7 separate regions of the Mus musculus genome follow, and regions 2, 3, 4, 5, 6 and 7 are each linked to region 1. Evidence: chromatin contacts called from public Hi-C, HiCAR-type, HiChIP or PLAC-seq and promoter capture Hi-C data. All regions are on one chromosome and are shown on one strand. Each heading gives the region's core, a stretch centred on a gene start, on an enhancer-like site or on the middle of the called end of the contact. The rest is flanking DNA. Distances are from core to core; before and after follow the strand shown.

Region 1 (2,668 bases), core at 123-2,622:
GCTGACTGGGAACACACTGTAGTTGTAGCTGTGCCTGATCTTAAACCCCTGATCTTCCTGCTGCCACTTTTCAATTAAGCTAAGTAGTTAAGAACACTCAGTTAACAACTGTTTGCAACTCCAGTTCCAGGGAATCCAGTGCCCTATTCTGGCCTATATAGCTCAAGAGTCTGTTTTTAAAATTATCATATCGTTAGGGGCTAGAGAGCTGATTCAGTTGCTAAGAGCACTGGCGGCTCAGTTTTCCCTATGACCCAGGTTCAATTCCCAGGGCTCACTTGGTAACGCACAACCATCTGTAACTCTGGTCTCAGAGGACTCTAACGCCCTCTCCTGCCTTTGGTGGGCACTGCATGCACATGGTGTACACATATACACATAAATAAAAATACAGGAGGGGAGAAAAAGTGGCAGTTTTGAACTCCTAATTACCTGCCCTACCTCTCAGATGGGCGGTGCTACCCACCCATCTTATTAGATTTGTTAGCGTTTTTTTTTTTCTTTTTTGTTTTTGTTTGTTGTTTGTTTTCTTTTGAGACAGAGTCTTGTTGTGCAGTTCAGGCTAGCCTCAAACTCACATTCTCTGATTTTGAGGTGCTAGATTACAGGCTATCACCAATATATCTGTTTTATGTAGGAGGCTGGCGGGGGGGGGGTTGTTTGGTTGTGAGTTTTTTTTTGTTTGTTTGTTTTGTTTTACACAGGGTTTCTCTGTGTAGTCCTGGCTGTCCTGGAACTTACTCTGTAGAACAGGGTGGCCTCGAACTCAGAAAGGTGACTGACTCCCAAGTGCTGACTGTAAGGGCACGTGCTACTACCACCCAGTTCTGGTTTGTTTTTCTGTATAAAGTTTTATTCATTTGAGATACTCTCAGCTTGAATTTTGTTGGAGACAGTTTTTCTCAGGCTATTATTATTACTTTTTAAAACTCTGTTTAGTGTTCATGGTTTTGAATTCCCTTGTAATATTTTGTTATTTAAAGCTGGAGAATTCCAATATTTATCCACAGATAAAACGTTTACTCTAATTGATATTGCGTGTCTTTGTCTTTAAAACATTTACCATTTTAATCCCTGAAAGTTCATTTGATGTCTGACTTGGAACTTAACATTTTTTACACCTCGAAGTTTTCATTCACTTCCTAGAGCAGCGCTCCTGCCGAAGCTGCTTACCTTACTGAGGTATTTGGAAATGTTACTTCATATCGACCTGATCAAGTTTCTCCACGTTTGCTCTGTCTCATGCCCTTACTGCCGTATTTGGAAATGTTACTTCATATCGGCCTGATCAAGTTTCTCTACGTTTGCTGTCTCATGCTTTTCAGTTGAACTCAGCTTCTATTTTTAACTTCAATTGAGCGGGGTTAAAAGGAACGTCTCGCCCCCTGCTGGCGCCCGTGGTCCCGGGAAGACCGGACAAAAGCCACCACGTGGCTCACATCCTGGGCTCAGTTTTCTTAGGAACCCAGAGCCCCATGCTTGCTAGGCAAGGGCCCCAACCCTGATCAACGCTTTAGCAGGCGTCCTTTTGCTCAAGTCTAGAGCGTCACTGGTGCCAACTCTCCAACACAGGGAGGAATTGGCTTTGCTTAATTTTGCTGCAGAGTGGGCTGGCCCTGCTAAATCCAGGGTACCGGGCACTTAACACTGTGAGGTCGCTGTGCGGAGCTAGACTCTGGGCGCTCCCGTTTTTTCCTCACCACCCAGGTGTCCATTTTCTCTTTGCCGCGACGTGCCTGCATCCTTTTCTGCCTTGGAATTATAATCGAAACACTCGGTTCAGTCGTGAGAAACATGTTTCATATATGCAACGGGTGCTCCGATGTTTCTACGACTAGCCTTAGGAGCCTAGAGTACGGTTTGGTGGTCAAAGTCATGATGAGAAGCAGAGGGTCTGAGGGGTCGGAGGGAAGGCACGATGAACAATATTAGAGAGCATTACTGGAGTTACCGAGGCTAGGCAGTCCGCTGGGTTATGCACTACACCCAAGAAGTCTGCGCCGCCCCGTGGTGCCAGTGCGCAGCCGCAGTCCCGTAGCGGGACCGAGCGTTCCCAGCAGAGGGCACTCACAGACAGGACATTCCGCAAGCTCTTCCTGGGTGACCCAGGGACTGCACCTGTGGCCTGGGTTTCCCTTGATCATGCCCTGACAACCCGCGTCTGGGAAATTCAGTCAGAATCAATCCAAGACCACAATTTAGAGACAGGTAAGCTTGACGGTGGTTGCAGCGTTTGGTGAAACAAAACGTCAAGACCAGCCTCTGCTACATAGAGAATCTGAGGCTATCCTGAGTTACAGTGAATCCTGTTTCAGAACAAATCCCTCAAAGTCCCATTGTCTCTCTGGCCTTGAAGCTCTTGAGCCCCGGATCTAGGATACTGCTTGTTGGACTAAAGGACTCACTAATCACCTTTCCCAACCCTGCCCAGGTATACCACCTCTAGTAAACAGACTTAACTAGTCTTTGAAGGCAGTAGTTCTTTTCAATGAATTCCTATTTATTTATTTTCTTATTTATCACCGTCTGTAAACAGGCTTTGAAGGCAGCATGTGTTATAAGATGTGTTTATTCAAGCCTACCAGGGGTCCTTAACCTGGGGGTTGACTCAAGTAGAACATTTTAGGATCCAGGGTTATTCATGAAACTGGGTGAGCTGTTTCAACTT
Region 2 (2,668 bases), core at 71-2,570, 860 kb after region 1:
AGATAATAGTAGCTTTGGCTCAGCAGAAGAAATTGGGAGAAAGAGCAGTGAATATCTTAAAAAACACTGGCTAGCAGGGATGGAGGGGGGCTCTGTTTTGAGACAGGATCTCTCTATTCTGTAACCCCAGATTAGCCTGGAACTCCATGTATAGAGTAGAATGGCCTAAATTCAGCGCTCTCCTCCTGCTCCTCCCTCCTAAGAGTTGAGATTAAAGACATGTGCCACCACACCCAGTTAAACTAACCCTTTTTATTCCCCATTTGGGGGGGGGGGTTCGAGACAGGGTTTCTCTGTAGACCAGACTGGCCTCAAACTCAGAAATCAGCCTGCCTCTGCCTCCCAAGTGCTGGGATTAAAGGTACATGCCACCACTGCCCGGCCTATTCGCTTATTTATTAAGATCCTTCCCTTGTTTATTCCAAGCACAAGAAACTATTTAATACTCTTCTATAATGAAATCATGAGCTAAAATGTTTTTGAATTCTATAATTTCATTATTTAGGTTTAATAGAATTCTTTTGATTTTATTTAAATCAAACCTAGCAGTTCCTTTTCATTGTGCTCCTAAAGAAATATAAGTACATTAAGAAATATATATAAGCCAGGTGCCCAAGCATATGCCAATAACTGCAGCAGTCAGAAGGCTGAGGTCGGGAGTTTCAAGTCAACCTGGGATACAGAATATCTCAAGAAATAAACAGGGTCTGCAAAAAGTTGCCTGGCTCCAACGCTGTCTATCTGAGTTCGAGCCCTACGACCTTCAGAGTAGGAGAAAACTGATTCCCACAAGATGTCCCCTGCCCTCCATTTGCCACACCATCGCTCGCATGTATCCATATACAAATATGTAACGCAACAAATAAAAATAATAATCCGTGCATTATTACCATAACTTCAGAATTCACTGATTATGTCTATTTAAACTAGTCACAACGACATCACCAGTGTGACTTGCACAAACTGGCTGGGACAACACAAAACGACTGTAAAGCTGATAAAAGATTGAATTATCCCCCAAGAAGCTTAAGTGGCCGAAGAGGCAAGGCACCGCCCATAGAATTCGTCACCAGAGGCCCCGCCCATAGAGGCGTGGTTTCGCCTCACCACCACCACTCCCCGCTCCGGCGCGGGTCTGTGAGGAGCTCAGTTTGGACACCTTAGCGGCAGATGCCGCGTTCCCGAAGGCGCTCGGTCACCTACGGCTGACACAACAACAACCTCAGGACTATCAGTCTTTCCAAAGAAGGACGCATCAGAGCCGCCAGGCGGGCGGAGCTCGCGTGGGACACGCCCTACTGGTAGTGCTTCCGGGACAGGGGGCGGGGCCTCCGGAAGTGGCCGGTCGCGGTCTGAAGCTCGTTGTTTCAGCGGCGGACAGCAGAGGAGAAGCTGGTCTCCGGCAGCTCCGCTGGGTGTGAGGTGTGGTAACCTCTGTAAGGCTGGAAGCCGGGACTGCGATCTGCCGAGCGGCGGGGTGAGAAGCGCCTGCTTTCAGAGCTCACCATGTCGCGGGGCTCCATCGAGATTCCCCTCCGGGATACTGACGAGGTGGGTGCCGAGTGTGCAGCGGGGGAGGGCTATGAACTTGGACGATCCCAGCGCCGATTTTGCTCCGCTTGGTTTTTGGAGGGGAGAGCCGCAGCCGAGCTTCTCGGCCCAGGCACCACTCAGCTGGTCACCTTTCTGGCCGCAAGGACTTCGGGAAAGTTCGCCTGCAGCCTGCTCCTTGTTGACAGTCGGCTGTCTTCCGAGGCGCAGGGGTGTGAGCGCCGAGTAAACCTCACCTCTTACAGAGGGGAGTCAGTGCCCCAGGGGCTACCTGCTGCTCCAACTTGGGATTTGTTTATTTTTTTAAATCTCCCTGGGTATCTGAGAGACGGCTCTTAATGCCATGGAAGAAAAGTCTGTCAAGGCACACTATTAACACAGCTCTCTGGGCGAGATAAGGGGCCCGAGATTTAGCCGCTCCTGTGTGCTGATGGCAACGACCCACTTTCATCCATGGCGTGTGGTTTGTCCGAATAAAGCTCCAGCGTTGCCTCAGTCAGACTAGATTTTACACACTTTTATTTTCGATCGAGGTAGAATTCATTTCTAAAATATGGTGGTCTTGGGTACATTCCAGAATATTTTTCTTCTAATTGTTGGTGCCCACATTTTAGGCATGTATGTGACCCACGATACTGCCTCCGTGATTTAAGTGACCGTTGGTATTCAACTTTGCCTGTCCTCTGGGATAGAGTTTCTCAAGCTCTCAGACCTATGGCATCAGTGTTTCGTTGGCCTATGGGTTGTACAAGGTTTCATTTTGGTTTTGAGTAAGCAAGTCGTTGAGAATTTTATAGTTTTAGCGATGTGAAGAACGACCAACAGGATTTGCCTGCTTTTCTATGCTTTGACCAAACCAGACTACAACCTGTTTGCCATGTGTTTCCTAAATAGGAACATGTATTAATTAGTTCACTCCATTGAAAGTGAGTACATACCCTTTGTGTATGGGCATTGATGAGTATTCAAAACACGCAGAAGAGAGAAATTGTGAATTTAAAAAGGAAACGAAACGTTTATTCTGTGTTTTAGGTCATTGAACTTGACTTCGATCAGTTACCGGAGGGAGACGAAGTCATCAGCATTCTGAAGCAGGAGCACACACAACTGCACATAT
Region 3 (2,668 bases), core at 125-2,624, 680 kb after region 1:
AATAAAACTAAAGAAATCTCAATAAAATAAAATAAAACCTGAAAACCTATAAACAAACAGAGTACTGAGTAAGTGCTGGAGTTCTAATAGCACCAGTTGTTAATTTTCCTTATAGATTATCCATTCATCCTTTCATGGATTCTTGGAAAATTGGCAAGTATTATAGACAGCCTGACAAAGCACACACCAAGTAGTAAGTACACTCTGACTTAGAAAGAAAAATATTCTCTTTGCACCTTCTCTACCTTTTTAGAAAGAGAAATCAACTTCCTCTAGTTAAAAGAATTTAGATATATTCAGAGAATATCTATCCTATATGTCCCTTATATATATGGTTCCCTTACGCCAAATGACAAAGATAACATAGTCTTGAAAAACACAATCATGTTAAGACAGAAACCGAAACCAGCCAGCACAAAAGGGGTAAAACAAAATCCACGCAAGTCCTGAGGGCTCTGAATTCAGAAGGCATTACTTTTCAAGGACAACTATCAGGACCATTGGTCGGGTGACAGTTCAAGCCCAAGTAAAAGTCTAAAGGGTGAATTTCATTCTATAGCAAGCACGGTAAGGGGGTGTGGAAAAGATGGTCTTAGTTTGAGAAGCACGGATTAAAAGCAACTGGGAGTGTTACTGGAGCTACATGTACTCCAGAAGAAGGACAAGAAATGCTGGGCATCAGGAAATGGGGCTGGGTCGGAATATGAAGAATATGAAGGTAGGCTGGAGACAAATTGCAACAACAGTAACCCCACAGTTTTGTAATGAAACTGCACACAGAAGGCAACTTACCCTACAATTATGATTAGCAAGGAAACTTTTTTTTTAATGTCGGTCCTCAAAAGGTAGCAATTAGCTTGACAAGCAAGGGCCCGGGTGCACTGCCGGGGCGGGTTTAGTAGGAGGGCTGGCCGACACCACGGGCCCAGGCTCTCCCTCAGAAGCCTTGCCCTGTGGCCACCCTGCCGCCCTGGCCCCAGCACCCGCCCCTCAGCCCCTCCTTGGCGCACCTGCTCTGCTAACCAACAGCTAAACTGCTCAGTGCGCCAGCGCCAAGATTCAAAACCGCTCGAGCTGATCTCTGAAAGCTCTCCTCAGCACCACCGCGAAGGCGGACCCAGAGTCTCCACCGCCACCGAGAAGGCGGACCCAGAGTCTCCACCCGCCCAGGAATCGGTGCCCAAAGCCCGCAGCCGAGGCCCTGACAAGGGGCCCTAGCTCCTCTGAAGCCCGGTTTCACACCCTGGTGCTGCCCGGGCCTCCACTCCCTACTCCAGGACCGTGGAGTGGCTGGGAAGGGACACAGCGAAGGGGCGGCGCTGCAAGGCTCACCCAGTTCAAGGCATCGCTCTCCTCGCACCAGGGACACCGCCTCGGCTGCTGCTTAGCTAAACCCGCTAGGCGGCAGCGGCGCGGCCCGCAAACCAGTCGCACCTCAGTGACGTAAGGCCACGCCCTCGCGCGTTGCCTGGAGACGGAGCTCCACCCCCCCCTGTTGGCTTTGGAGGTTTTTGTAGCTCAAGGCTGCTGACACACACCTGTAGGCAAAATAGTCACATACATAGAAATCAATAAAATTAAATACTTTTGTAAAAAAGGACAAAAAAATGAAGAGGCAAGTCACAGGCTTTGGAAAAGCAAAATATATTTAACAAAGGACTTCTAATTAGAATACACAATTCTTACCCCTCCCCCCCCCAAAAAAAAAAAAAACAACAACAACAACAAAAAAACCCACAATTTTTTTAAATGGCCAAAGACTAGACTAGCCTTTTAGATTTATGGATAGCAAATAAGCACATGAAATGATGTCTGAGACCATTATGCAAATTAGAAGGGAAGTGAATTATCAATACAATACCACAGTGGCTAAAATGAAAAGAACTGTATTAAATATTGACAAAGATGCTGAACAAATCTGTTCAGATTGTCTGTTGGGGATGTAAAATGATACAATCATTGTGGAACGAGATTGTGGCCATTTCTTTAAAACCTAAGCACAAACATTCCAACCACATAGTCCAGTCATCCTGCTTCTAGAATAGATCCACATGAAGACTAGTACACCAACATCAGATACCTGATGTGGTGGTTTGAATGAAAATGGTCCCCATAGGCCCACAGGGAATGGCACTATTAGGAAGTGTGGCCTTGCTGCAATAGATAAGGCTTTGTTGGAGAAAATATGTCACTAGGGGTGGGCTTTGAGTTTTCAGATGCGTAGGTCAGACCCAGTGTCACTCTCTCTTCCTGCTGCCTGCTGATCCAGATGTAGAACTCTCAGCTACCTCTCCAGCATGTCTGCCTGTGTGCTGCCATGCTTCCCACCATGACTATTATGGACTAAACCACGGAATTCTAAGTCAGCCCCAATGAATTGTTTTCCTTTATACGAGTTTCTCTGATCATGGTGTCTCTTCACAGCAGTAGAAACCCTATGACAACATATCAACAGGTGAATGGAAAACAACTGAAATAAAGTCACACAATGGAATATTACTCAGCAATAATAAAGAATACATGATTGACACACTTAACAATGTGGATGAGCCTGAAATACTTAGGCTGAAAGAAGATAGACCTTCCAAAAAAATTTTCTAGAATAGCCCCCGCCCCCAGGAATCTTTAGTGGCAAAATCAGATCAGTGGTTGCTTAGCGGGTGGTGTC
Region 4 (2,668 bases), core at 108-2,607, 660 kb after region 1:
AGAAACACCTGCTATATGACCTGGTCATCAGAGGTAGCCACCCAAGAAAAAGTCAAAATAGATGTCCATAAAACTACTTGTCCACAAACAGAGAAGCCTTTATCTGGCAATTATCTGCACTTAAGACATGGTTAAATCTCCAGCTGATCGCACTGATTGAAAGATGCTAGACAACAGAGAGAACACTCTGTGTGGTGCTGCTTTAAAGTCTAGCAAATCCAAAGTATTGTTGGCAAATGAAAGCAATTAATTGCTGCCTAAGAACCAGGCTTCAGGTGATTCTGGGACTGATGGGTTTGCTCTTCATGTTGTGACAGCTTTCATGAGTGTGCACATAAATTAAAGCATTTATATTTAGATACATGTAGCTTACTGAATGTCACTATAAAGTCTCCTAGATAGTCTATTATCTTGTAAGACTTTAAATAGCTGACCTAATATCCCTCCAGATTCCACAGTTGAGAATTTGGTTCCTTCACACACATATAGAGAATTATGGGGGCAAGGGGCATAAAAAACAAAAAACAAAAAAAAACCCCAAACAAACCCGATTCTAGATCCAAATCAGGCATCAAGACTCTTAAAGTCCATGTGTCAAAGCCCTGCTGCATCCCCACACTTCACTGAGCTAGGGGGCAGCACAGCAGAGGACTACTCAGAGGACTAGAGAGCAAAGCTCTCATGGTTGTGTTTCCAGTTGTTTAGTTACAGTCCCAGCTGACCTGTGCTATCTCCAAGGGCAGCGGATAACTTACCATTTATCAATGCACTTCTGACAGAAGCTGTGAGCACAGGGCAGGATGAGGTCAGCTCGCCCGTCCATGCAGATACAACACTCCTCCTCATCAGTCAGCTGCTTCACCCTGAGTGTGACGACAACGGAGCTGGACAATGGCAGTCTCTGTGCACTTGCTTCCTACTTTGTCTCACTGCCTTACAAAGCACCAGCAAACACCCACAGTATAAATCACACAATGACTAATGTGCAGAGCAAAGCCAGACCAAAATGACCATCTTTTGGGCATAGCAAATCTATTAGGGAAGAAACACTGATGTTAAGTTTCTAAAGACTATAAAAGATAAACCCTGTACAGGTTAAAGAAAACTAAATCTGAACAAAAACTGCAAACTCAAGTCTTTCCGAAATAACTCAGTCCATTTTAGGCATACTGAATTTACAGGAAATCAACCAGTATATAATGTACTTGCCATAAGGGACACATGGATGCCTCTTCCTCAGGGCCTTACAGTGGCCCTGCAGTATTGGAGAGAAATGGCAGGAGTGGCCTAAGTATCAGACTCCAGAGAAAACACAGAAGGGCTGGAGCACAGCTCCAACTTAGGGAGCTTGGAGAGAGAGCCTTCGCTGACTCGCTGACACTGGCTTGGAGCCAGCGCCACAGGAGCCCTGCTCATTTGCTCATGGAGTTTAGTCAATTCCAACTCCAGCAGCTCAGCTTAAAATATCCATTTCCTTCTGCTCTCAAAACCAACTTCTCCCTCAATTAAATGATTTAAAAATTGCATACAGCTGTTCCATGGTTAGTCACTCCATAGGTTAGCTTTTTTAATGTAATGTTTCCAAAAGTGATTTTCAATGTTTTATTCTTTGAGCTTTCCCGTTGTTTAAAACTGAATGTTTCAAAGTATAGTCCCACTCTCCTTAAGGGTAGGAGCTGTGTCTCATATAATTTCCATTCCCTGCTATAATTACAGCACAGCATGAAAGTCGGCAATAGCACTTGGAACTTGTTGACCTGAAATAAATAAGTGTCAAATGTACAGCACGAACAGTATGTGCCAAGTCAAGTAAGTACTTTAGGAAACGTGAGAGGAAAAAAAAATCACAGGACTTTGACAGATCATAAAGTAAGTCATGGAGGCATAAAAGAAAACATGAAACCTGTGTGTGTGTGTGTGTGTGTGTGTGTGTGTGTGTATGCATGTGTGCATTTGTGTGCATGTGCGTGTGTAAGGCTGCATGATGCTCATGAGTTAAACCGAGAGGAAAAGACTGATTATATAGCAAAGACAATCTGATTTTTTAATGTCAAAATACTAACTCTGAACTTGCTCTAACAGACAAACTCGAGGCAGCATGAGCTCCTGCTGATACAGGACTTCAGAAGTTAACTGAGTGGAGAGCAAGGGCAGTTGACAGTGAGGGAAACCAGGTAGAACCTCGTCTCACAGTGCTCCTGAGGCAGCTGGGGCTGGATTAAGGAGCATTACTACGGACATACCATTAAGGTCAGGTAACAGATTCATGTTTGCTTCTGTTGTGGAGAAAAGCATGCCCATTGAATTGAAATAGTGAAATGGGTGAAAACCTACATGCATATGGCTCTGATATGTGTGCTCACACATACATTTGTGTATCCACACATATACACAATACATCAGTCACATATAAATAAACATATCAACACCTATATACATATCTAACATTTTAATGCCTTTTCAGATCCACTGACTTAGCATTTCTGCTTTGGGGCTTCAAATTTTCACCTGAGGGTGTCAGGGACAGAAAATACAACAGACTCCCCAAAGAGTGACAGAGTGTTCTGACAGGAAAGTTTCAGAGTTGGGAGCAGATGACTATATAAAAACAGCACTGTAGCCCGAGAAGAATGAGACAGAGACTGCTGGAGGAAGGTACTCCATGCCC
Region 5 (2,668 bases), core at 62-2,561, 630 kb after region 1:
CTGGTCAGCTCAGCCAGGTCTGAGGAAAGCTGGAAGCATCTCGGCTCTTCTTCCTCCATGCTGTCAGAACCTGACCCTTCCAGCCCCGGTCACTACCCTGTCTTGAGGTTGCTAAACTGTCATTTGATGTCTTACTGGGGTCTCTATCTCTCACCAACTTGCAGGAAAACCTATTGTCACCGGCGACTGAACTTTCTGGAATCCAAGTTTAGCCTTCATGAGATGTTAAATGAAATGTCAGAGTTCAAGGAATTGAAGAGTAACCCCCACAGAGACTTTTATAATGTGAGAAAGGTATGTGGTGGCTGGTGTCCAAGCCACTCACCTGGCCCATACTGGGCCCAGGGAATGATGCCCTGGGTCTGTCTAGGTCCAGAGTTGGGTGAGCACCAGGTCTCCTGGCTGGAGTAGCCTGTGTGATAAAACATGCCTGTGCAGCAGGAAGACTGGCAGACTGTGTCCTTGACTCGGGTTGTCTCGGATACTGTGGTACCATTCTAGATCCACGGTGGAAAGTCTGTGTTGGTGCAAGTCTTTCTCCAGCATCAGAACATAGCCTGCTAACTGGTCTTAACAGTGGCGGCTTTAGGGTAGTGGGTGTGTTAGAGACATCACAGAGGGAAAGCTGTCAGGACCTGTCTGGACTTAGGAGTTGGCAGGTTTCCATCCTTTGGAGTCAGCTCTATTAAAGCAAAGCACTGAGATGCTCCAGCCTCTGCCCCTCCTCTGCCCCTGGAGTGGCCGCGTGGCTCTGGTACCTTCTGCCTTCAGGGGCAGCAACAGGGCAGGTGTGCGTTAGAGGATCCTGGCCTGGAGGCTTTTCCACTTTCTTCCAGGGGAAGGAAGACTTGGGATCATGCTGAGCATGGCTCGGATGGAGACCAAGACTCAACTTTCTGTTCATAAGAATCCTCAGAGACAAGTGCTGTGACGGGGGTGGGGAGTGGCTTTCAGAGGGGCCAGAACTGAGGAGGAGAGGCCGTGTGGTACAGGAGAAGGAACAGTGATAGCGGCCTCTGGGGAGGGAGCAGAGTGTGCAGATGTCAGGAGGGGGGAGGGAGGAGAGAGTGTGCAAGCTCGTGGGGTTGGAAGGTGGGTGACAGCCAAGTAGAGGGAGCTGTGGGAAGGTTCTGCACCATGGAGGCCTATGGACTTCTTAAAGAATGTCGTAAATCTCAGACTCTGGACCAAGAAGAGGCTTCGGAAGTAAGAGTAGGACACGTGGGTTATTGGATGCATGGGCAGAGGTGAAAGGTTGTGGTTAGACCACTTCCCTAGACACAACAGCCACTGTCTGTTCCTTATTTGGGTGGCTCAGTTTCTGTGAGAACTTAGCACATACCCTGGCAGATGGGGGAAACACCTCCCCCAGCCTGGCATAGCCCCGCCCCGCCCTCTGCAAGTGTGAGCGAGTGCTTTGGGCCTCTATAGCTCCTGAGGCTTGGGGCCAGGCTGGCCTAGCCAGCTGTGCTTCTGATGGTCCTGCGGTCATCCCTGGATGGCCCATGACTGTCCCTGGGCTGCTCCTTGGCCATGATGTGAGAGAGAATAGATGATTCTTGGGGTTTCCTGGCAGTCTGAGGTTGATGCCTGCTCTATCCACAACAGTCTGGCTTTTGGCACCTAAATTGGTCCCTAAGTATGAATCCAGAGCTGCTGAGTTAGGCCTGGTCCTCCAGGACAGGGGAGTTGGCAGGGTGCTGGGTGATTTGTTTTCTCACTCAAAATCTGGGTTCTAAGGACAAGACTGAGATTTAAAATCTACAGTGACAGGGAAGGGGTATCCCTATCTCCATGGTGGCTGCCATGTCCAGAGTCAGGCTCTAAAGTCAGCATGGGTAGTAAGGAATGAGTTTTGATATTGGGAGTCCCAACCAGCAGGACCCTATACTTGAGCGTGTAGTCTCTGCCCACCGCTAAGAAGGAAGGACTGTGTTTGCTACTTGGAAGTTGGATGTTGGATCGAAATGAGCATTGTCCACTTTGGTAAAGTGTAACACTAGGGACATCATAGGTATCATTTAGGCCAAGCCTGATCAAGTGGGGTCGGCTTCCTGAAGCTATTCAAGCTTAGAGAAAGAGTATGAGTATCGATTACTCATGTCTGCCATGGGTGTGAAAAGAGCCAGTGTTAGTTAGCTCAGGTCTCAGACATCAAACAGTGCTTCACTGAAATGTGACTGGTCTGTGAACCTTGATCTCACGTGACAGTAAAGTATCCGCGTAGATTCTTCTAGCCAGTCGAAGACACTAAAATGAAGGCCTTTTTTGACTTATTCTGCAAGTTGGAGTAGGGGATTCCTGGATGGCCCAGCTGGTTTCATTCTATGTCCTGTGACTCATGGGAGCTATGACAGGCTGTGTGTATGACTGTGAAGCTGGAAGACACAGCTAGAATGGCAAAGAATGTGTGGAGTCATGCTGAGTGAGGTAGGCCAAGCCAGGCTGGCTCCTTGTCGCCTCTCGGCTATGAAGCGCTGGAGCTTCAGCCCCGCTCCGTGTAATGTTCTGCATCTCACAGCTTTGAGTTCTTCTGTCTTTCCTGGAGGAGGGTCAAGAACTGATGGCAGGAAGGTCCCTGATGAGTGAGCACTGTCCCCAACACCATAGGCTGGCTGGGATAATGGACACACAAGTCCAATAGATCAAATGTCTGGCTTGGCATGTC
Region 6 (2,668 bases), core at 106-2,605, 600 kb after region 1:
GAGAGATGGCTCAGCAGTCAAGAGTACTTGTTCTTGCAGAAGATCCAAGTTCCATTCCCAGAATCTACTCGGTGACGTATAACACTCATAACTCCAGTTCTAGGGGAGACAATGCCCTCTTTTGACTTCCTCATGCACCAAATACACAGGTATGCACAGACATATATGGGAACAAAAGGTTCATGCACATAAATAAATCTAAAAAAAATTAAGGTTCAGCAAACTAGCTAGCTTTTTGTTTCTGTTTCTGTTTGTTTGTTTTTCTGTTAGACAGGGTTTCTTTGTATAACAGAGCCCTGGCTGTCCTGGACTTGCTTTGTAGACCAGGCCGGTCTCAAACTCAAAGATAGCTGTATGCTGCTTGAGTGCTGGGATCAAAGGCATGGACCACCAAGCCTGGCCTAGCAAACTAGTTTAATCACGGTTCTTTCACCAAGCCGATCATGGGCAACTTTAAAGCAAGAAGAAAAAGATGCAGCATACTATTCATTAAAAGGAAAATAATTTTCTGGGTTGATGGTATGTGCCTTTAATCCCAGCAGTCTGGAGGCAGAAGGAGGGTCCATATAGCAAAATCCAGGTGAGCCAGGGCTGCATAGTGAGATCCTGTCGTATTTTTAAATTATTGCTTCATTTTTATCACATCTTTAACATTTTAAGTGTGCTATGTAATGTATATTAGCAGTCATGTGAGTATCATTGATAAATATGTAGATTGCAAGCATCAGGCTATGAAGTAGAAAGAATAAAATTTGGTGCTTAAATGAGACAGCTGTGAAGTGAATGAAAACTCACAGTAGCAGTAACTCTGTGAAAGAGGCACAAGTCAAAAGGTGGCTCCCCAGTGTGGCTTAAAGTGGGGGTGCTTGGGTGAGGTCACTGGTCAAGACTAAAACCACCAGCAGGCAATTAGGAGTTGGGCCTAGGAATCTCTGGTTGAGATGCACCTGCCGCTCTAGAGTATTCTGGGCCTAAGAGTTTACTAGCTTATCAGCAGGCAGGAGGCCATTAAAACCACCTGGATGGGCCTGGATTCTCTGAGTTAGCTCCAGAAATGATCCAGGGAGCTGGCATCCCGAGACTCCTCGGAGCAGGAGCAGCATAATGGAAAACCAGGCCATGGAGGCTAAGAAACCGGTCACTCTGTGGAAGTCTGTGGAAGCCAGCGGCGGCAGACACCCAGTGCTAACTTTGGGAGCTGTGTTCCAGGAAGGAAGGCGTGGTCAGCAGGCTGCAGTGCTGGGAAGAGGTGAGCAAGGGTGCACAGAAAGCTCCCGCTGGCCTTGGCAACTCAGAGGTCATTCCGGACTTTGAGGGGCTGGCATAGAAACTAGACCGCAGAAGGCTGGGAAGCAAGGAAGTGTGTGTGTGTGTGTGTGTGTGTGTGTGTGTGTGTGTGTGTGTGTGTGTGTGTGTGTGTGTGTACACGCGCGCGCCCGTGTGTGTTGGGAGGGGCGGGAAGGTGATTCAAGGGACCGGTCCAACACCTGGAGAAAACCAACGCTTGCTGGTCGGTTTAGCTACCAAGAGTAAGTGTCGTGGAGGGAACCATGCCTCTAGAATCTCGTTTTTTGGGGAAAGTCCTGGTTGGGAGGGGAGGAGGAGGTGGGCAAACACCTCGAGGCGCAGCAGCTAGATTGGTGGTAGGGAGGCTCAGAGCGGGTATCCCTGCTGGCATCTGACCCGGGACAGTGTCGCGGCCCCACGGAGCCCGGGTGGAGCCGGACTCGCTTCCGGCCGAGGACAGGGAGGCTGCCGCGCCCGGGTGCTTAGGTTTCCTGCTGGCAGCGCGGCCCAGCGCCTCGGGTAGCTTCGGGTCCTCCAGGTAGTGCGCGATCCCGCTGCACAGGCTCTCTGCCCCGCCACCGGGCCCTGCCGCACAGCGCTCAGCCTGGTCCCCACCAGTCGCGGGCTCCTGCGGGGCGGGCACGGGCTGCAAGCGCGGCCTGGTCGGGTCCAGCTCCACGTACCGGGCCGCGCAGGCGTCAGTGCGCTGCTGCCGCTGCCCTGTGCGCCCTGCCCGGCGCGGCACCTGCGCTCCAGCCCGGCAGCCGGCCCCCATGGCCCTGCCCTCCGAATCCGGTGAGTGCGCGCGATGCTGCGCCGCTGACCTTGGGCCGGCGCTCTGTGCCCAGTCCCCTCTGTGCTCAGAGACCAGAACCTCCGCAGCTCCCACCTCCAGAGCCTGTTCCCCGTCCCTACCCAGCGGTGGCCTGGGTCCTGGCCTCTGGTGAGCCTGCAGCACCTCTGGTTCCTGGCTTAGAGAAAAATCTCAAGATTTAGGGAAATTAAAGGAACCGGGCATGCTAGCTTTTGAGCTCCTGGACAAGTTTCTAGGTGCCTGAGCCTCACTGGGTGTGTTGGGCTGGGGTGAACTTCTAGGTGGAGGCAGAGGTATGGACCAGATGATGAGTCCGTTTGAGGACCCCTTTCTTACCTCCTGTCACTGGGCAAGTCACTGGGAGTACACCCTTGTGCTGTAGTAGGTTGGTTCCGCCCTTGAACTTCCTGCAGCTGCTTTAAGAGCAGATCTGCTAATGGCTGGTCTAGGCTGGCAGAGGCCTGTGATGCAAGTTTGAGAGGCCCCTTAGTAGATGTTTTCTAACGGGAGTGTCCCCAAACTGCATGTGGCTGGTGAGAAATAAGCAAAGTTACTGGAGTAAAGCTG
Region 7 (2,668 bases), core at 115-2,614, 580 kb after region 1:
TTGATACAGTGTCTTTCGTATAGTCGGGGCCTGCCAGTAACTCTCTCTGTGTAGCTGAGGGTGACCTTGAACTCATGATCTTCCTGCCTAGCCTCCCCAGTTCCAGGATTACAGGCATAGGATACCACTCCTTATGAAATGGTGGGGTTTGGACTTGACCTCCTGCACACTAGGCAAGCACTCTACCCATGCAGCTATATCCCCAGCCCTAGAACCTGTGTTTCTGCCCAGCGGTTCTCTGTCACCTCTCAGGTGAAGAGCCTAATCCAGACATCCCCAGAATTCACCCACACAGCTCTGGTGAGCAACTTTAACTCTTGCTCCCCTTGTTACCCTACCTCTTAGCTGCATGAGCAAGAGCCTCTCATCTACATCCTCAGAACAGTCCAGAAAGACTGGCTTTTGCCTTTTCTTCAGACTCTCTCTCTGGGGCTCTTGGAGCCACACACACGGTTAGGACTCTCAGGGGTAGATCGAAGCTTGTGTGGAGTGCAGGCAGTCCCAGGCTCCTCTGAACAGGGACTTGATGGAGATTTAAATCATATTTCCATTAAGCCTCATTTCTCTCGGTCCCCAGGAGAGCACATCCAGGCCTGAAGCACACACTTCTAAGAATATATGCCATTATCAGGTACCTGCTCATCACGTAGATGGGCCCATTTGTAATTCCTCTGTCTGATCATTCACTTTTCTGCCATTGCTTGGAGCCATGTGGAGAGAAACCTCATTAACAACAATAATATTCTCTGCACGGCATCACTTCTTATCTCATGGGTTCCTCCTCTCTAGCTAGTAAGAAGCAATCCCTGACATGCATTTACTGGGAATTACGTGTAGGGACTGCATCACTTCATTTTGACAATAAACCTAGGCAGTAGGATAATAACACTTAATCCCCACTTCATAAATGAGGGAACCTGAGCTTACAGGGATTAATGTGGTGCCTAAGGTAACATAATAAACAGCAGGTCCAGGATCTGAGCCCAGAAAAAAGAACTGCGAAGACTGCATGGCTTCCTCGTGGTGCCTCTTGGTACCTCTTGGTACCTTGGATGGCCCGGAGTCATAAAAGAGTGAATGCTAGCTATCCTTCCTCCTTTTCAAATGTAAATTATGTTATTCACATGGAATAGGGGTGCAGGGGAGACTCCAAGGGATCACCAAATATCCGTGTGTTCTTTTTAAAAAGATTTCTTTTATGTCTAAGTGTTTTGTGTATGTCTGAATGTACATGTGTGTGCATGTCTCGTGACTGCAGAGGCCAGAAGAAAGTATCATATTTTCTAAAACTGCAGTTACAGACAGTGGTAGGTGCTAGTAACTGAACTCAGGTCCTATGCAAGGGCAGCAGGTGCTCTTAACTGCTGAGTCATCTCTCTCTCCCCCATGTGTTCTTTTAAAAGTTCCCTTCTCCACTGCTCTTGAGACTGGGCTATATAACTGCGTCTGGATGGTTAGACTGTAGCAGAAGTGGCCTGCATCATATTTAGCTTGGCATTAACCCCTTCCATCTGTTCATCTCCCACTTCCTGTTTCCAAAATTGGAAGACTCTAAGCTGGCTGAGTTGCCACAGGTAAGGAACTGTTATTGTTTGGAGAGAGCCAAGTAGTGGAATTGCCAGCCTCACTGAATGCTAACAGGAGTGAGGGATGAGTCTGTGTTGGGTTAGACTAAAGATTTGGGGGTATATTTGTTATAATGCATTTGTGAAGTACATGAAAAAGTCAAACTCAGAGTAAAATTTAACAGTCTTGCGGAGTAGATACATTAACTATAGGTTAAACAAAATGTATGTTAGCTTCAAAGACAGAAATAGATGGAAAATGGGCTGGTGAGATGGCACGGTGGGTAAAGGAGCCTGTTGCTAAGGCTGACGACCTGAGTTTGATCCCTAGGACCCACATGGTGGAAGGAGAGAACCAACTCCTGCAAACTGGTCTTTGACCTTCATATGCATGCTGTGGACATACACACACACACACACACACACACACACACAAAACCAATCAAATTTAATAAAATTAAATAACAACAAAAAGCCTTCCTTAAAAAAGAAATACTGAAAATAAAAGAATAGTGTCTTAGTTTCTAGTACAGTGATGAAATACCATGACCAAGGTAACTTTACACAAGGTAACTTACACCATCATGGTGGGAAGCATGGTGGCAGGCAGGTCCGGAGCTGGCGCAGAAGCTGAGAGATTACATCTGACTTTCATGCAGGAGGCAGGGGAGTGGAGGGGACAGATAGAGGGCGAGGGAGAGACACCAAGAAAGAAAGACTGAGTCTGGGCCTGGTAAAGGCTTTCCAAACCTCAAAGCCTACCCTGTCACACACCTCCTCAACAAGACCACACCTCCTAGGACCCAAACATTCAAACCTAGGAGCCTAAGGGGCATTCTCATCCAAACCACCACAAATAGAAGAGGATACACCATGCAAACGGTAACCGAAAGAAAGCCAATGCTGCTAATACCAGACAAAAGAGGTATCCAGGGAAAAATTGTTAGAGGCAAAGATAAGCATTTTTATAATCATAAAATAGTCTAAGCATCAAAAATATATAAAACTTTGATCATATGTGCATTCAATAATATAACCTAAAATGCATGAAGCAAAACTAGAAACAAATGAAGAAATAGTTATTACAATAATATTTAAAGAAC

Evidence for each region. Promoter capture Hi-C pulls out the DNA fragments that hold promoters and counts their contacts. Hi-C and Micro-C count contacts between places; a contact is called where the count stands out from the background. HiCAR-type assays count read pairs that join an accessible place to other places. HiChIP or PLAC-seq counts read pairs in DNA pulled down with a chosen protein or histone mark.
Region 2: a contact with region 1 is called in a Hi-C map of embryonic stem cells, with 3 times the contacts expected there. The contact joins the promoter of Ctr9 here to the enhancer-like site in region 1. A contact is called at or near these places in 2 of 39 promoter capture datasets (the C10 cell line and cranial neural crest), 1 of 15 datasets of contacts at CTCF or cohesin (embryonic stem cells), 4 of 484 Hi-C or Micro-C datasets (cerebral cortex, embryonic stem cells and pro-B cells), 13 of 115 datasets of contacts at active chromatin or transcription factors (T-cell acute lymphoblastic leukemia, astrocytes, bone marrow-derived macrophages and 7 more) and 2 of 9 other capture datasets (adipose tissue and embryonic tail).
Region 3: a promoter capture Hi-C map of pre-B cells shows a contact between it and region 1, with 4 times the contacts expected there. The contact joins the promoter of Rnf141 here to the enhancer-like site in region 1. A contact is called at or near these places in 2 of 39 promoter capture datasets (hippocampal neurons and pre-B cells), 3 of 115 datasets of contacts at active chromatin or transcription factors (astrocytes, memory CD8 T cells and pancreatic cancer cells) and 1 of 9 other capture datasets (embryonic tail).
Region 4: a HiCAR-type map of astrocytes shows a contact between it and region 1, with 2.5 times the contacts expected there. The contact joins two enhancer-like sites. A contact is called at or near these places in 2 of 115 datasets of contacts at active chromatin or transcription factors (astrocytes and epiblast stem cells).
Region 5: an H3K4me3 HiChIP or PLAC-seq map of bone marrow-derived macrophages shows a contact between it and region 1, with 4 times the contacts expected there. The contact joins two enhancer-like sites. A contact is called at or near these places in 1 of 39 promoter capture datasets (hippocampal neurons), 1 of 15 datasets of contacts at CTCF or cohesin (stem cell-derived epiblast-like cells), 9 of 484 Hi-C or Micro-C datasets (B cells, cerebellum, cortical neurons and 2 more), 8 of 115 datasets of contacts at active chromatin or transcription factors (T-cell acute lymphoblastic leukemia, bone marrow-derived macrophages, craniofacial prominence and 5 more) and 2 of 9 other capture datasets (embryonic stem cells and embryonic tail).
Region 6: an H3K4me3 HiChIP or PLAC-seq map of bone marrow-derived macrophages shows a contact between it and region 1, with 2.6 times the contacts expected there. The contact joins the promoter of Ampd3 here to the enhancer-like site in region 1. A contact is called at or near these places in 1 of 39 promoter capture datasets (hippocampal neurons), 5 of 115 datasets of contacts at active chromatin or transcription factors (bone marrow-derived macrophages, differentiating embryonic stem cells, embryonic stem cells and 1 more) and 4 of 9 other capture datasets (adipose tissue, embryonic stem cells, liver and 1 more).
Region 7: a contact with region 1 is called in a HiCAR-type map of embryonic stem cells, with 4 times the contacts expected there. The contact joins two enhancer-like sites. A contact is called at or near these places in 3 of 484 Hi-C or Micro-C datasets (all in embryonic stem cells) and 3 of 115 datasets of contacts at active chromatin or transcription factors (all in embryonic stem cells).

Annotation. Positions count from the first base shown.
Region 1 is chr7:110,162,924-110,165,591 of GRCm38.p6, forward strand. No RefSeq gene overlaps it. Among named protein-coding and RNA genes, the nearest start is that of Wee1, 42 kb to the left of the region's middle. RefSeq lists an enhancer at 1-2,668. Within about 2 kb of position 1,373, at least 301 of the 459 cell types and tissues checked have an H3K27ac peak or open chromatin away from gene starts, as enhancers often do. A contact at or near this core is called in B cells, T-cell acute lymphoblastic leukemia, adipose tissue and 15 more, where this site is marked.
Region 2 is chr7:111,027,631-111,030,298 of GRCm38.p6, forward strand. It overlaps Ctr9 (CTR9 homolog, Paf1/RNA polymerase II complex component), which reads left to right and starts at 1,321. Exons shown (of 25, transcript NM_009431.2): 1 at 1,321-1,551; 2 at 2,584-2,668. The coding sequence starts at 1,507.
Region 3 is chr7:110,843,007-110,845,674 of GRCm38.p6, forward strand. It overlaps Rnf141 (ring finger protein 141), which reads right to left and starts at 1,375. Exons shown (of 6, transcript NM_025999.3): 1 at 1,333-1,375.
Region 4 is chr7:110,820,499-110,823,166 of GRCm38.p6, forward strand. It overlaps Rnf141 (ring finger protein 141), which reads right to left. Exons shown (of 6, transcript NM_025999.3): 5 at 756-863. Among named protein-coding and RNA genes, the nearest start is that of Rnf141, 23 kb to the right of the region's middle. Within about 2 kb of position 1,358, at least 81 of the 459 cell types and tissues checked have an H3K27ac peak or open chromatin away from gene starts, as enhancers often do. A contact at or near this core is called in astrocytes, where this site is marked.
Region 5 is chr7:110,795,515-110,798,182 of GRCm38.p6, forward strand. Ampd3 (adenosine monophosphate deaminase 3) reads left to right here. Exons shown (of 15, transcript NM_001276301.1): 6 at 165-294. Among named protein-coding and RNA genes, the nearest start is that of Gm39069, 16 kb to the left of the region's middle. Within about 2 kb of position 1,312, at least 134 of the 459 cell types and tissues checked have an H3K27ac peak or open chromatin away from gene starts, as enhancers often do. A contact at or near this core is called in B cells, T-cell acute lymphoblastic leukemia, bone marrow-derived macrophages and 1 more, where this site is marked.
Region 6 is chr7:110,766,851-110,769,518 of GRCm38.p6, forward strand. Ampd3 (adenosine monophosphate deaminase 3) reads left to right here and starts at 1,356. Exons shown (of 15, transcript NM_001276301.1): 1 at 1,356-1,529. It also overlaps B430319F04Rik.
Region 7 is chr7:110,745,622-110,748,289 of GRCm38.p6, forward strand. No RefSeq gene overlaps it. Among named protein-coding and RNA genes, the nearest start is that of Gm39068, 7.3 kb to the left of the region's middle. Within about 2 kb of position 1,365, at least 7 of the 459 cell types and tissues checked have an H3K27ac peak or open chromatin away from gene starts, as enhancers often do. A contact at or near this core is called in embryonic stem cells, where this site is marked.